3 separate regions of the Mus musculus genome follow, and all the other regions are linked to region 1. A link is a contact called in public Hi-C and HiChIP or PLAC-seq data. All regions are on one chromosome and are shown on one strand. The core of a region is the stretch at or near the end of the contact, and the rest is flanking DNA. Distances in the headings are between cores, read along the strand shown. Region 1 has its middle 61 kb from the start of 2310003N18Rik. Region 2 overlaps Ncam1 (neural cell adhesion molecule 1). Region 3 has its middle 48 kb from the start of Gm25633.

Region 1 (3,768 bases), core at 919-3,418:
ATTCACCCTAAGATACAAAAGACTAACAATAGGGCATTGCTCAAAGAGGAGCAGGAGGGAGGAGAGAGAGGAGAGTGCTAAGGGGGAGGGCAATCAGAGGTGAAAGGGGAAAGGCCTCCAAGGGCAAACCTCCATATGAAACTGAACATGGTCATTCAGACATTCGGAGGCCCCAGGATCTTGCCCAGAACTGACCCAGATAGGCCACTGCCTCAGAAAGACCTATCATCCTCTCATGGAGTCTCTCCCCACCCCCTGGAAGTTATCTTCTTGCTGAAGATCAAACCCCTCAAGGGTTCAGGGCAACAGAAAAATGCAAAGCTTGCAGCTGGGCATGGTGCAGCAAACCTGTAATCCCAATACCTAGAATTGCTTCAGCTTCAAAGCCAGGCTAGGCAGCAGAGAGTGACACAACCCCCAAACAAACAAACAAGAATGGAGCTTGCATCCTATCAGAGTTGGGATAAGTTAGGTGGGTTCTCTCCAGGGGAATTAGCCCCTCCACCTTCACCTTGCTTCTTCTTGGTCTCACAACTATGGAAAGAACTCCTTTTTAACTCAAACCAACAGTAGCTTTGCACTGTTCCAAGGTGTAACCCTAGAGCCCCGGAGCAGTCTGGTGACAAAGGGAGATGTTATACTGTAATGGAAACACACCAACTCAAGAGATGATAAAGATGACTAGAGCCCTTGATTGTTGACACAGAGGCTTGCTATGTAGCTCAGGCCGCCCTAGAGTTCACAATCCTACACAGTCTCTGTGCTGTGTGCTGGGAGGGCAAATTTTGACCATGAGAGTCAAAAGTTTTGATTTCGCAATTGAATTGGATCCCATATTAAGTCTGACCCTGGACAAGGGATGTGAGCCTCTTCAGCGTCACCAGGGCACTGTGAAGAACGGTTTATCTAGAAACTCTCAGAGTATGCCTCCCAAGACCTCCATTCAGAAGAGATCCAGTTTCCCTGGCTGGAGAAGCCATTCTGTAAGAGTGCGATTCAGTCTGTGTCATTCTAAATCAATATTTTCATTGTTGTCTAATACTATCCTTGGAATCTTGACTTCATTTTCTTATAGTCCCACTTCCCTCAGAGTTGTACGAACTCCAAACCTTATAAAACCTGGTTGTATTGCTCATGGCCCTCAGGGGGTTACTCAATTAATGGGTAAAATGAAGTGCACACATACACACACAATGTGATTGGTTTGCAGAAAGCCAAGCACTGTTGGCCACAAATGATTATGAACAGAGTGCTGGGCTCCCTCCCTGCTAACCCAGGTAAGGGTGGGTCTAACACATGGTATGAACCTGACTGTGCTCTGCAGCCAGGCCCTAGCCAGCTAGCCTGGGCCAGAATCCTTAGTGACAGAAATGTTGTTCTGTGGATAAGCATCCAACTAGCTTTCCAGGAGGCCCCAAGCCTAGTCTTCCTTTTGACACGAAGCAGATTCCCCTTCTCTAAACCACTGTTTATATTTTAGCCAAGTGTCCCACATAAATCTCAGATCCAACCACCAGACTCTTTGGCTGCTAAAGAAAAGACAAAGACCAACAAGAAAATGGCCTAATAAGGAGTGTTCATAAAAGAGTTGGGGTGTCTCTGTAAAAGGCTATTCCAGGGTCAATTCCACACAACCCTACTGTGAGACTCCAGTATTGGAGGCCAGGATAGCGTTGAAAGCAGCTTCAGAGGGAAAACAAGGTTGTTTCAGAGAACCATGGCTCAAGCCAGGGGAGTGGGGCTGTGCAATATACACTTGGTTCAGGTCAGATTCAGAGAACTTCCTGAAGCCCCTGCTCCAGAGCGCTAGCTAGGAAACACACAGATTTGATTTCAGTTCAAATCTCTCCTATGTATGACTTCGTTTCCTATCCCCCCCCCCCCCTGCCCTTCACCCCCTCCCTCTTCCCTTTCTTTCTATAAGGAAAATAGAACGTAACTTTGTAATGGCTTTGTGGTCCCATAAATTAATATTAGGGTTTGGTTCAGAGCTCAGCGTAGTTATGTGGTAAATTGTGGTTTGGGGCTCATGGTCTGGATGAGGTCTCTGATTTGAAGGCCTGGAAGCTTGCAGAGTGGTGGCTAGAAAGAGCTCGGAAGAAACCTTTTGCTTGTAGGAGGAGTTGGCAGCTGAATCGAGCTGGACCTATGCTGACTCCCGAATTCTCCAGCCATTGCTTCAGGCTTGGATGCCCCTGTTTCTTTTCAGCCATAGTCTTGTGTAGTCTAGCCCAGAGTAGCTGTTATTTTTAAATAATAATTAAAAAGAGTGAAAGTAATCTTTGGGGAATGCAGGAAGGGAGAAAGTATCTTTATATTTAGACATTCTGGACTTGATTATAAATCCTGGAGCGTGGCCGCTCTGTTGGGAATTGCTTCTCTAGGCAACCCCTTCCTACATGATTAACCGACTACTGCCATCTAGTGGATTTGGAGGCCTTTGCCACACTAACTCCTAATGGAGGAGATGTGTGCATTGATTTTAAAGAGAAGCCATACTTAATTGGGCCCCTGCAAATCTTAGGATGGCCCACTGGTAAGGATTAAGAATCAGTCACTCTTGGATATTCCCCTGACTCCCCTGCACAATGTCTATGCTTTGACATCAATTAAATGAAGAAGGAGGAGGAGGAGGAGGAGGAGGAGGAGGAGGAGGAGGAGGAGGAGGAAGAAGAAGAAGAAGAAGAAGAAGAAGAAGAAGAAGAAGAAGAAGAAGAAGAAGAAGAAGAAGAAGAAGAAGAAGAAGAAGAAGAAGAAGAAGAAGGAGAAGAAGAAGAAGAAGAAGAAACATCAATGGGAGTTTATTTGGCAACTGACCAAAATCACTGTTACCCATTTACTGTGGGTAACAATCTTACTTACCAATTCCAGTTTCCCACTGAGGCTATAAACAGGATCATGGCAGTCCTTGGGCAAGACCAGAAGAAGCCCTTATTTGGAGGGGGAATGGGGGATCAGAGCCCTTGTAGCCATTTTCAAACAAACTGTGCTTTGGACTATTTAAGAAGCCCCAGGTTTCAGCCTCCAGGCACTAGATAGATACAAAGAGTCTTCTATAGATGGGATAAAAGTGTCTGGGGTGTGAACCCTGGAACTTCAGATGTAGCAGAATTCAAGATCACTTGCAATGTCTCTTCAGAAGGTAGATACATAAATATTCAGAGAAAGAGTTTAAGAAATAAACCAAATAGACAACACTAGAAGTGTGCAGTTTCAATCTAAAGCTGGATGTAGAGCTAATCACACACACACACACACACACACACACACACACACACACACACACACACACACACCAAGCCTCAGTCCTCTCATCTGGAAAATGAAGGCTCTGTTTAATTACCCTTCTGAGCACTTCTAGATGAAGTTGTATATGCTCAAGTTTTGGGAATAGCTCCAGGTCTGAGAGGTTGAACTGAGGGATCTTTTACACCTCACAAGGAGCACTTCCTACAGAAAGTGAGAGTATTTCACTTGAATGAGAACTTGATCAACCCATGGTGAGTTAGGTCATCCTGGTAGTTATGGATAGACCTAGGGGAAAGGCAGTGTACTGAGTCTCTTCTTGCCTTAAGTCACCGTGTGACCTTAGCAGGTTCTTTATATAATAACACTAGCTTTCCACAGCTAAAAGATATCCACAGTAGCTTTGATCTCATTTTCTTCTTAAAGGGTAGTGGAAGTATAAACAAGCAGAAGTGCTTCTTGAAAACCACAATATGGTTGGGAATGGCGGTTACACACACTTATAACCCAAGCACTCAAGAG
Region 2 (3,768 bases), core at 511-3,010, 450 kb before region 1:
GATAAAACATAGTAGGATATGTACTGTATTACTACTGCAACCTCACACACATTCTACACAGCCTTTGCCTCACTGAACACCCAAAGGTCAACAGATGTAGAAGGCAGTTGTTTCTAATCAGTTAAGTTTTCCCTTTGGTTAGGCATATTATTTCTATGTAAATCTGAGATGTATAATTAGACAAACTGGCAACATTTACATACATGATGAGGTGTCTACAGCTCTGGAGATGAACATTCACATCAGGTCTCATAGAATTTGTGAAACCCGGCAACCACATCCCAAGAAATAAATAGCCATTTCTCCCAAGGATAGCCAGAGCTAACACATGAAGCCTGATTTTAAACAGGAAACCCATTTCTACTACTCAGGGAAGCAGTCTCATAGCAACCAGCACAGGCAGGTAGGACAAGAGGTGTTCCCTCATCATCTTTATCATATCTTAAAGTCTGTGGCTAATTTCAACTCTATGGGGCCAAACATTAATATCTGTGCTCGTGTGTGCGTGTATGTATGCATGTGTGTGTGTGAATGTGTATGTTCACATACACACCCGTATGAATAAGTGTGTAAAAGCCAGAGGTTTACATGTGTATGATTTGTACATGGCTGAAGCAATTAAAAAGCAAAACAGTTGCATTAATTGCTCAAAGTGACACCCAGAGAAAACCAAGAGCCCTGGCCTGGAAATTCTCATTGTTTTGATCTTATCTGACACTAAGGCCTCCTGGGATAAAGTCTTAGCCTAGTTTCAGGCTAAAATTGCCCAAACAGTAATAAAACAATAATCAAAATCAAACAATAGCAGTTACACACTTGCTCTGATAAAGGAACCTCTTGCTCACGAGAACCCTGTCCTCTTCCGATCACTCTTCCATCTTATCTACTGACGGAGGGGGGGTCTCCATCAAGATCTTGCTGGTACAGCTACATACTGAGAGTGTTTCCACACCAGATACAGAGCAGGGTCTATCATGTCTACCTGGAGTTTAATGATTCTTTTAGACTGGGTAGCTATCAAGTCCAAGGGATTGTCTCATCTCTTTCCCTAGTATTGGGATCCTAGGTTCAAGCTGTCTTGCCTAGGTTTTTACAGGTTTCCCAAACCCGAATAGTTTTGGAGATACTGAAGTCCTGTTTCCTCCCAATGCTGGCTAGAGTTTTCTTCAGCATGGTGTTTCCAAATATTTGGTCACCAAAGCAGTTGCTCATTCTAATCAATACCAGTCTGCTAAGCCTGATAAAGAGGGATACAGAATAAGACACAATTCTTGCCGAGGCTGTAGTAGGCAAAGAAAATGATCATAAAGTTATCACAATGTAAAAACAGAGTAGGATAAATCCGGGGCAGGCAGGCAAAGGTCTGTGAGCTCCCAGAGCTGAGAACATCCTTTCAGCTTCAAGCAGAGAAGACAGACCCAGGGGTTCTTCTTGAGGCAAGGTTAGCCTGAGGCAGAGGGAGGGTGATGGGAGAGACTCTGTGTAGAGAACACTGCCTTAAAAGGGCAAAGAGACAGGAAAGTGAGAAAGCGGTGGGCTTGTTGAAGGAATGGTGAGTCGCACATCTTGGCTGGAACACTGATTTAGGGATTAGGCAGAGATCATTTGAACAGTATGTTGGAACTGGGTCACCGAGAGTGTCTCCACACCAGACAAAGAGACCTGGGCTGTCGTGGGCATGCTGGGGAGAATCCATGAGGACTGCAGATGGTGGGAATAACAAGATGTAGTGTGGGACAAAGCCAAGATCCTTGGCTGGGTCTCAGGAAAGCAGAGTTGTGGGTGGTGCCCACACCCGCTGGTGAGCCAGTCATCCTCTGGGACTATGCTTTAGAATGGTCTCTTTTCTTGGAGGTGACCTGGCTCAGACAAGCTCTCAAACCCCCACACTCTAAGAAGGTTGAGCCTTTGGAGGAGAGCTGTATTTGGGGGAGACTTGTCTTGCATTAGTGGAGCCAGAGGCTGGAAGGCTGGGGGACCGGAACAGGGACAAGAGAGACAAGTATGAGGGCATGTCAGAAGAACTAACGGAGTGGTGTAGAAACTCTGGGAATGCTGGAAAATGGGAATATAAAGAGGACTCTTTGAAAGCAGTCAAAGATAACTGCAAAGTTTAGAGTCTGCTTTGGTGTGTTGATTGAATAGAAAGGAATCAAAGGTGGTCTGGGTGCAGGAGAAAAATACTTCACTCTTAAGTCAACCCAGGTCCAGAGATTCTTGGAATACATTCCTTCCATGTAACAGACTCTGGGCTGGACAGGGGTCCCAGAGACAACAAGGTCAGGGTCCCTGTGGACAAGAGGTTCCTTTATCAGAACAAGCATGTAACTGATATTGTTTGATTTTGATTGATATTTTATTACCATTTGGGAAATTTTAGCCTGAGACTAGGCAAAGACCATATCCCAGGCAGCCTAGTATCAGATAAGATCAAAGCAATGAAAATTCCCAGGCCAGGGTTCTTGGTTCTTTCTGGGTGTCACTTTGAGCAATTCATGCATCTGTTTTGCCTTTTAATTGCCTCATCCTTAAAGCAGGCTGAGCTTTTTTTTTTTTCTCAAGAAATTATGATGAAAACTCAATAAGCTCGTTTCTGTGGGAATACTCTGAATCAGAAACACTTGGTGTATGTCAGCGATGCATCTGAGAATCCCAAAGCCACAGTCAGGACACTGTTGACAAGCCAACAAAATGAACCCCTCTAAGTCTGGCTTAGTGAGCCAGTGAGTTTACTGGGCTTAGTTACAGCGGTGGGCTGAGGCTTGTTTGTAGGAATATGTAGCTCAGGCTGGCCTCTAATTCCCTATGACCTCATCTTCCTGCTCCAGTTCCCAAGAGATAGGATTACAGACCTGAGCCACCATGTCTGTCTAAAATAATAATTTTAATGCCATATTCTTTTAAAACAATAGAAGTAAGTCCCAGGTGGTATGAAAGGGGTAGGGGAATAATGGAGGGGGGTTAAATAGTGAGGGGGATGAGGGAGAGTGGAGGAGAGACTGAGATAATGCATAACAATAAGGAGGTGTGAAAAAACTGTGTGGGAACCTGCTATTTCACAAGCTCATTAAAATATAACAAAAATAGTGTGAACAGAGGCACCCTACATGAGACTGATAATACTCCTACCAGAATCCATAGCTTATTAAACAAAAATCCCAGCTCCAGGTGTGTGATACCTCCATTTGAATTGTGGGCCAGAGAGTCCCCAGAGACCCTCAGAACAATACACTCTATTGCTCTTGTTCTTGATTGACTATCAAAACTTTTTAGTAAGACCCTATCGACGAAGGCACTACATACTTTCATAACAAGATTTACAGACATCAAATTGGTAGTTACAGTGGAAGCTTCCTCCCTGGTGACTAGCTTTGCTAGTAATAGAAGGTACTATATGGGCTGCTGGAGTTTGGGCAGGAGTTAGTTAGTAGTCTTCTGTAACTGCGAACCCTACAAGCTGCAATGATGACCAATATGGCAAGACATGCCCCTTAGTGTAATAGGTGCTCTATAATTAGATTTAAGGTCAACTCAAAGGTGGACTCTCATGCCTGATACTGTAAACCTGGCCAAAAATGCATGGTTGATGAGGACAAAATTCTACCACTAGTATTACTTGATAAAAGGACATAGTATGGAATTGCCTTCTGAATTCTTATCTTCACACCATAGATCAGTGTGACTCTCAATCCTAATCAGAAAAGGTTCTTTTTATAGTTGGTGGCAGCTACGCCAGAAACTTACAATTGTTCAAAGCACAGCAAATAA
Region 3 (3,768 bases), core at 649-3,148, 300 kb before region 1:
AAAGAGCTCAGTGCCTATTTGAGTCGTGTGAAATACAATGCCACAGAGTGTTCAAGTCACTTCACATGTTCCATGAGCTGGCTCTGCGCTCTCTTCTGCGGGTTACCTGTTCTTCTTCTTCTTGCCACTCTCTCCCTCACACTGTAGTTGGGTACCAGGATGACTGACCTGCTCCAAGCTTCTCACGGATTCAATGCTCCAGGCTCTCATTGTCTTGTCCATGCCAACCCCATGCTAGGACACCTTCCTCTCCTCAGTTTCCTCAGCCCCTCAAGATCCTGGGCAGACAGTGACTCCTACCATACATAGGCTCCTCTAAACCCCATGTTGGGCCAGCTGTCTTTGTTCTCTGTTCCATGAACTTCATGGGCATAACTTGTCCTGAGGTGGACTGTGCACATGGTCTCCTCCAGGAGACTGTTAGATCCATGAAGAGCAGACTGTAGCTCATTCATCTGTCTTTGGCTCCTGACATGGTGCCTGTGCCTGGTATGTAGTGAATGTCTGGTCAGTCTTACTGAGCTGCGGAGCATGGAACTCAGAGCATGTCTCTTCCCTGCTCTCTGCACATCACCCACATCCTACGGTGTCACCTGAAAGTCACTGAGCACTTCTTTACCCTGTGACTGCAGACTGGGGATACTGGGAACTTTTCTCGGGGAACTCAGGCTGACTGGTAAGGACCAGACCAATGGCGTTCACTTCCTCTTCTGCTTCTCTCCTCCCCTTCCCCATCTCCTCTTACTCACTTCCTGTCCCCTCCCACTAAGTCTAACGCAACATCAGTACCTATCACAGAGAAAAATGACATGAGATACCCCCTATGCAGGGCCAGTGAGCAGTGAAAGTGGGATGCCGAGTCTTTAAGTGATGGGCAGCTTTTGGAGGAAGAGATGGGGGTAGGGATGGACTTGTTTCTGCAAATGGACCTGAGCTTCTTCATCCATTCTCTCTGACTGGAGCCTGTCTGAGTCACTTAGCACCCAAGACTCAGAGGACAGAAAGACCTTGGTCATAGTGTTCTTGGGGGATGGGGTCAGTAGTTAGATCACATTTTCAAACCAATGTAAAAATTATGTCAGCGCTTAACTGTGTCCTGTTCAGTTTATATACTCACAGTCTGTCTAACTCCTACCTTTCAGAATATGACTGATAATAGTCTTTATAGGGGTAAATGAGGCCATTAGAGGGAGTTCTAACCCAATGTGACTAGTGTCCTTACAAGTCAAGCGAATTTGGACAAAGATATAATTACAGAGAGGAGACCAGGAAATGACTTCTCAAGAGGCCACAGAGGAAAGCAGCCCACATCTGGATCTCAATTTTTTTGGCTTCCAGTTGTTTGAGAGGATACATACCAGTGGTTGAGGATACCACTATGAGCCATTTTAGTACAGCGGGCCTAGCAATCAGTTAGGCGTATTCGAGAGATCTTGGGGGCTATGACAGGCCTGACTGTTGTTATATCATCTCTTGGAGGGTTTCCTGATATATCCCCATAGGCTCCTGGTGCCTATTTTAAGGAGCCTTTTGATTTCATAGTCTCCCTCCCCCCCCACCCCCCGCCCCTGCTCTCCCTGGTGCCTGTGTAAAGGTGCTGGGATTACCAACTCTATCTCAACTAGGCTTTAAACATCATCCTGCCTTTCACATTTGCAGGGCCTGAGACAGGGATGGTGCCCAGTAAACAAAGAGTGACTTGATGAGTGGGCTTTGCTCAGGGTGTTTCCCACCAGTAGCTCTCCTGCTTACACACTGCCCTGTCTTGGGGCTTTCAGCTCCCTTCCTCTCCAGGGCCCTGGCAATGATGGGAAACAGCCCTCAGAGGGAGGAGGTTAGAGATGCAGTGGCCTAGATGGACGAAGCAAGATGATTGGTCCTTGTCTTGTCAAATGATATGATTGGCTGGCTTGCTGGCTGAATATACCCCCGTGATTGGCTCTCCAGGCAGTAAAGGAGGAGAATGAATCCCTTCCCTTCAGGCGGTTCCTGCCAGCTTTCTGGGTGGATGAGCAGAGTCTGTGGTTGCTGAGCTTGCTTGTCAAGTCTGTTTGCTTCAGCCTCAAGGTGCAGAAACTACACACAGCCCAGAGCACCCGGCTCTTCTCCAGACCCGCAGGAAGGGGATTAGCTGCGGGTCAGTAGGGGTCTAACACAATCTTTCTCTGTCGGGCAAACAAAACAACTATTGATATTGCTGCTTTCTGGTCTTAACCCTTTTAACTGGGGGCAGAAAATCAAACCATCTACACCCCGGGCCCTCTCTGTTTCTCTTCTGCTTTGGATTCTTTCTCCCTCTCAGGATTGGACCCGTGCTTTCTTTTTCCTGCAAGTTAAAACTGTAGCTTTTCACCTGGTCTGCCAAATCAGAAAGGATTAGCAAGGAGGCGAGGCTACCCATCCTTAGCGGTCTTGGCGTGCTCCCTGCTATTCTAGCAGCCCCAGCAATATTGGGAAGTCTGCAAAATGGTAATCATTATCATTATAATTATGTTTTCAAAACTGTATTATTAATTAATTAATGAGTTAATTAATTTTTGTCTCACATTTTACAAGAAATGTCCATTGGGGCATTCAGTGGCTTGATCAATATTGAAGAGGTTGCTATACACCTAGGGGACTTACAGACCCAATAGCTGAGGTGCGGGTATACCACTGTGGATTTGGGGAAAGAGCTGTGTATTAATGCACTCAAGGCATTCCACAAGCTTAATTCCACAGAGTGGAAAATCATCACCCAGTCCTTCTTTTCTGACTTGTCTCAGAAACTTATTCCTTGTGCTCACTGGGCATGCATCTGCTCCCTGGGAGGCTTCTGATCTGGACAGGACTCAGTAAGTAACATCTGTGGTTCTAGGTGAGGATAATGGCTGGCAGGGCATACCTTCTTTCTTTGCTTTTACACTCTGGCAGAGGCCTGGAAAGCTGAGCCCACTCATTGGCCATTTTCTCCAAGGGACTTTCCCCGAGCGACCCACTTCAACATTTATGCCAGGCTTCATGTCCTTGACACTTTCCTGGTCCATTCTTGATCTCCTGTTGTGCCAGGTAGACTTCCCATGTGTTCATTTCAGTCTGGTCAAAATGGCACTGAGTTTAAAAATATAAATAGTAAAACTGCTTTTCGGGGGGGGGGGGACCAAATAACTAGGCTGAATAAACAGATATGTCCGATGGTGGCCTGACCTTGGACTTGATCCCAGTCATTCCTCATGAGTCATCTCTAACCATTGCAAGTTGGGTCTCTGCATACCAGTGGAGGTACCTGTTATGAGTGACAGAAGCTACAGGCCTTACTTACTCATGGGAAACATCCTTAACAAAGAGTTTCACATGACCCTAGTAGCCAGTAAGCACCCTCTAGATGACAGGAGCCATGGCTGTTAGCCAAGAGTGGAAGGGGACAATGAAAGAAGGCTTCAATACATTTCCTTCAAGTTCCCAGGAACATCCTTCTCAGTTGGGGTTCACACTTGTCTATCCTAAGGGACAAGGAGTCTCTACTGACTGTCAGTTGACGATGGAGATCCCATGGGAGGCAGGGATGTAGGGATGTGTCTCTTGAACCTTTTGTGCTGTAGTAACTTGAATGATCCTTCTGAGACCTGTGTGTTTTGTGCTCTTGGACTGAACTTGAGCTTTTACCAGTGACTAATCCAGGTGACCACTAAAGACTTGCTCACTCTGATTGCCTAGGTCTCAAACATCATCACACAGGAGTCATACAGGAGTGATTTAAAGCATCAGAAATCTGTGCTGGGGTGATGG

The links. Hi-C and Micro-C count contacts between places; a contact is called where the count stands out from the background. HiChIP or PLAC-seq counts read pairs in DNA pulled down with a chosen protein or histone mark.
Region 2: an H3K27ac HiChIP or PLAC-seq map of embryonic fibroblasts shows a contact between it and region 1, with 10 times the contacts expected there. The contact joins two enhancer-like sites. A contact is called at or near these places in 2 of 15 datasets of contacts at CTCF or cohesin (the NIH/3T3 cell line and embryonic stem cells), 36 of 484 Hi-C or Micro-C datasets (the AML12 cell line, the AtT-20 cell line, the N1E-115 cell line and 16 more), 7 of 115 datasets of contacts at active chromatin or transcription factors (the NIH/3T3 cell line, embryonic basal ganglia, embryonic fibroblasts and 1 more) and 1 of 9 other capture datasets (embryonic stem cells).
Region 3: a contact with region 1 is called in a Hi-C map of cerebral cortex, with 3 times the contacts expected there. The contact joins two enhancer-like sites. A contact is called at or near these places in 9 of 484 Hi-C or Micro-C datasets (the 3T3-L1 cell line, the HL-1 cell line, the N1E-115 cell line and 6 more), 2 of 115 datasets of contacts at active chromatin or transcription factors (craniofacial prominence and embryonic hindbrain) and 1 of 9 other capture datasets (embryonic stem cells).

Annotation. Positions count from the first base shown.
Region 1 is chr9:50,169,858-50,173,625 of GRCm38.p6, forward strand. No RefSeq gene overlaps it. Among named protein-coding and RNA genes, the nearest start is that of 2310003N18Rik, 61 kb to the right of the region's middle. Within about 2 kb of position 2,169, at least 35 of the 459 cell types and tissues checked have an H3K27ac peak or open chromatin away from gene starts, as enhancers often do. A contact at or near this core is called in the N1E-115 cell line, cerebellar granule neurons, cerebral cortex and 2 more, where this site is marked.
Region 2 is chr9:49,721,346-49,725,113 of GRCm38.p6, forward strand. All of the region lies in intron 1 of Ncam1 (neural cell adhesion molecule 1), which reads right to left. Among named protein-coding and RNA genes, the nearest start is that of Ncam1, 76 kb to the right of the region's middle. Within about 2 kb of position 1,761, at least 30 of the 459 cell types and tissues checked have an H3K27ac peak or open chromatin away from gene starts, as enhancers often do. A contact at or near this core is called in cerebellar granule neurons and embryonic fibroblasts, where this site is marked.
Region 3 is chr9:49,871,878-49,875,645 of GRCm38.p6, forward strand. No RefSeq gene overlaps it. Among named protein-coding and RNA genes, the nearest start is that of Gm25633, 48 kb to the left of the region's middle. Within about 2 kb of position 1,899, at least 114 of the 459 cell types and tissues checked have an H3K27ac peak or open chromatin away from gene starts, as enhancers often do. A contact at or near this core is called in the N1E-115 cell line, cerebral cortex and stem cell-derived motor neurons, where this site is marked.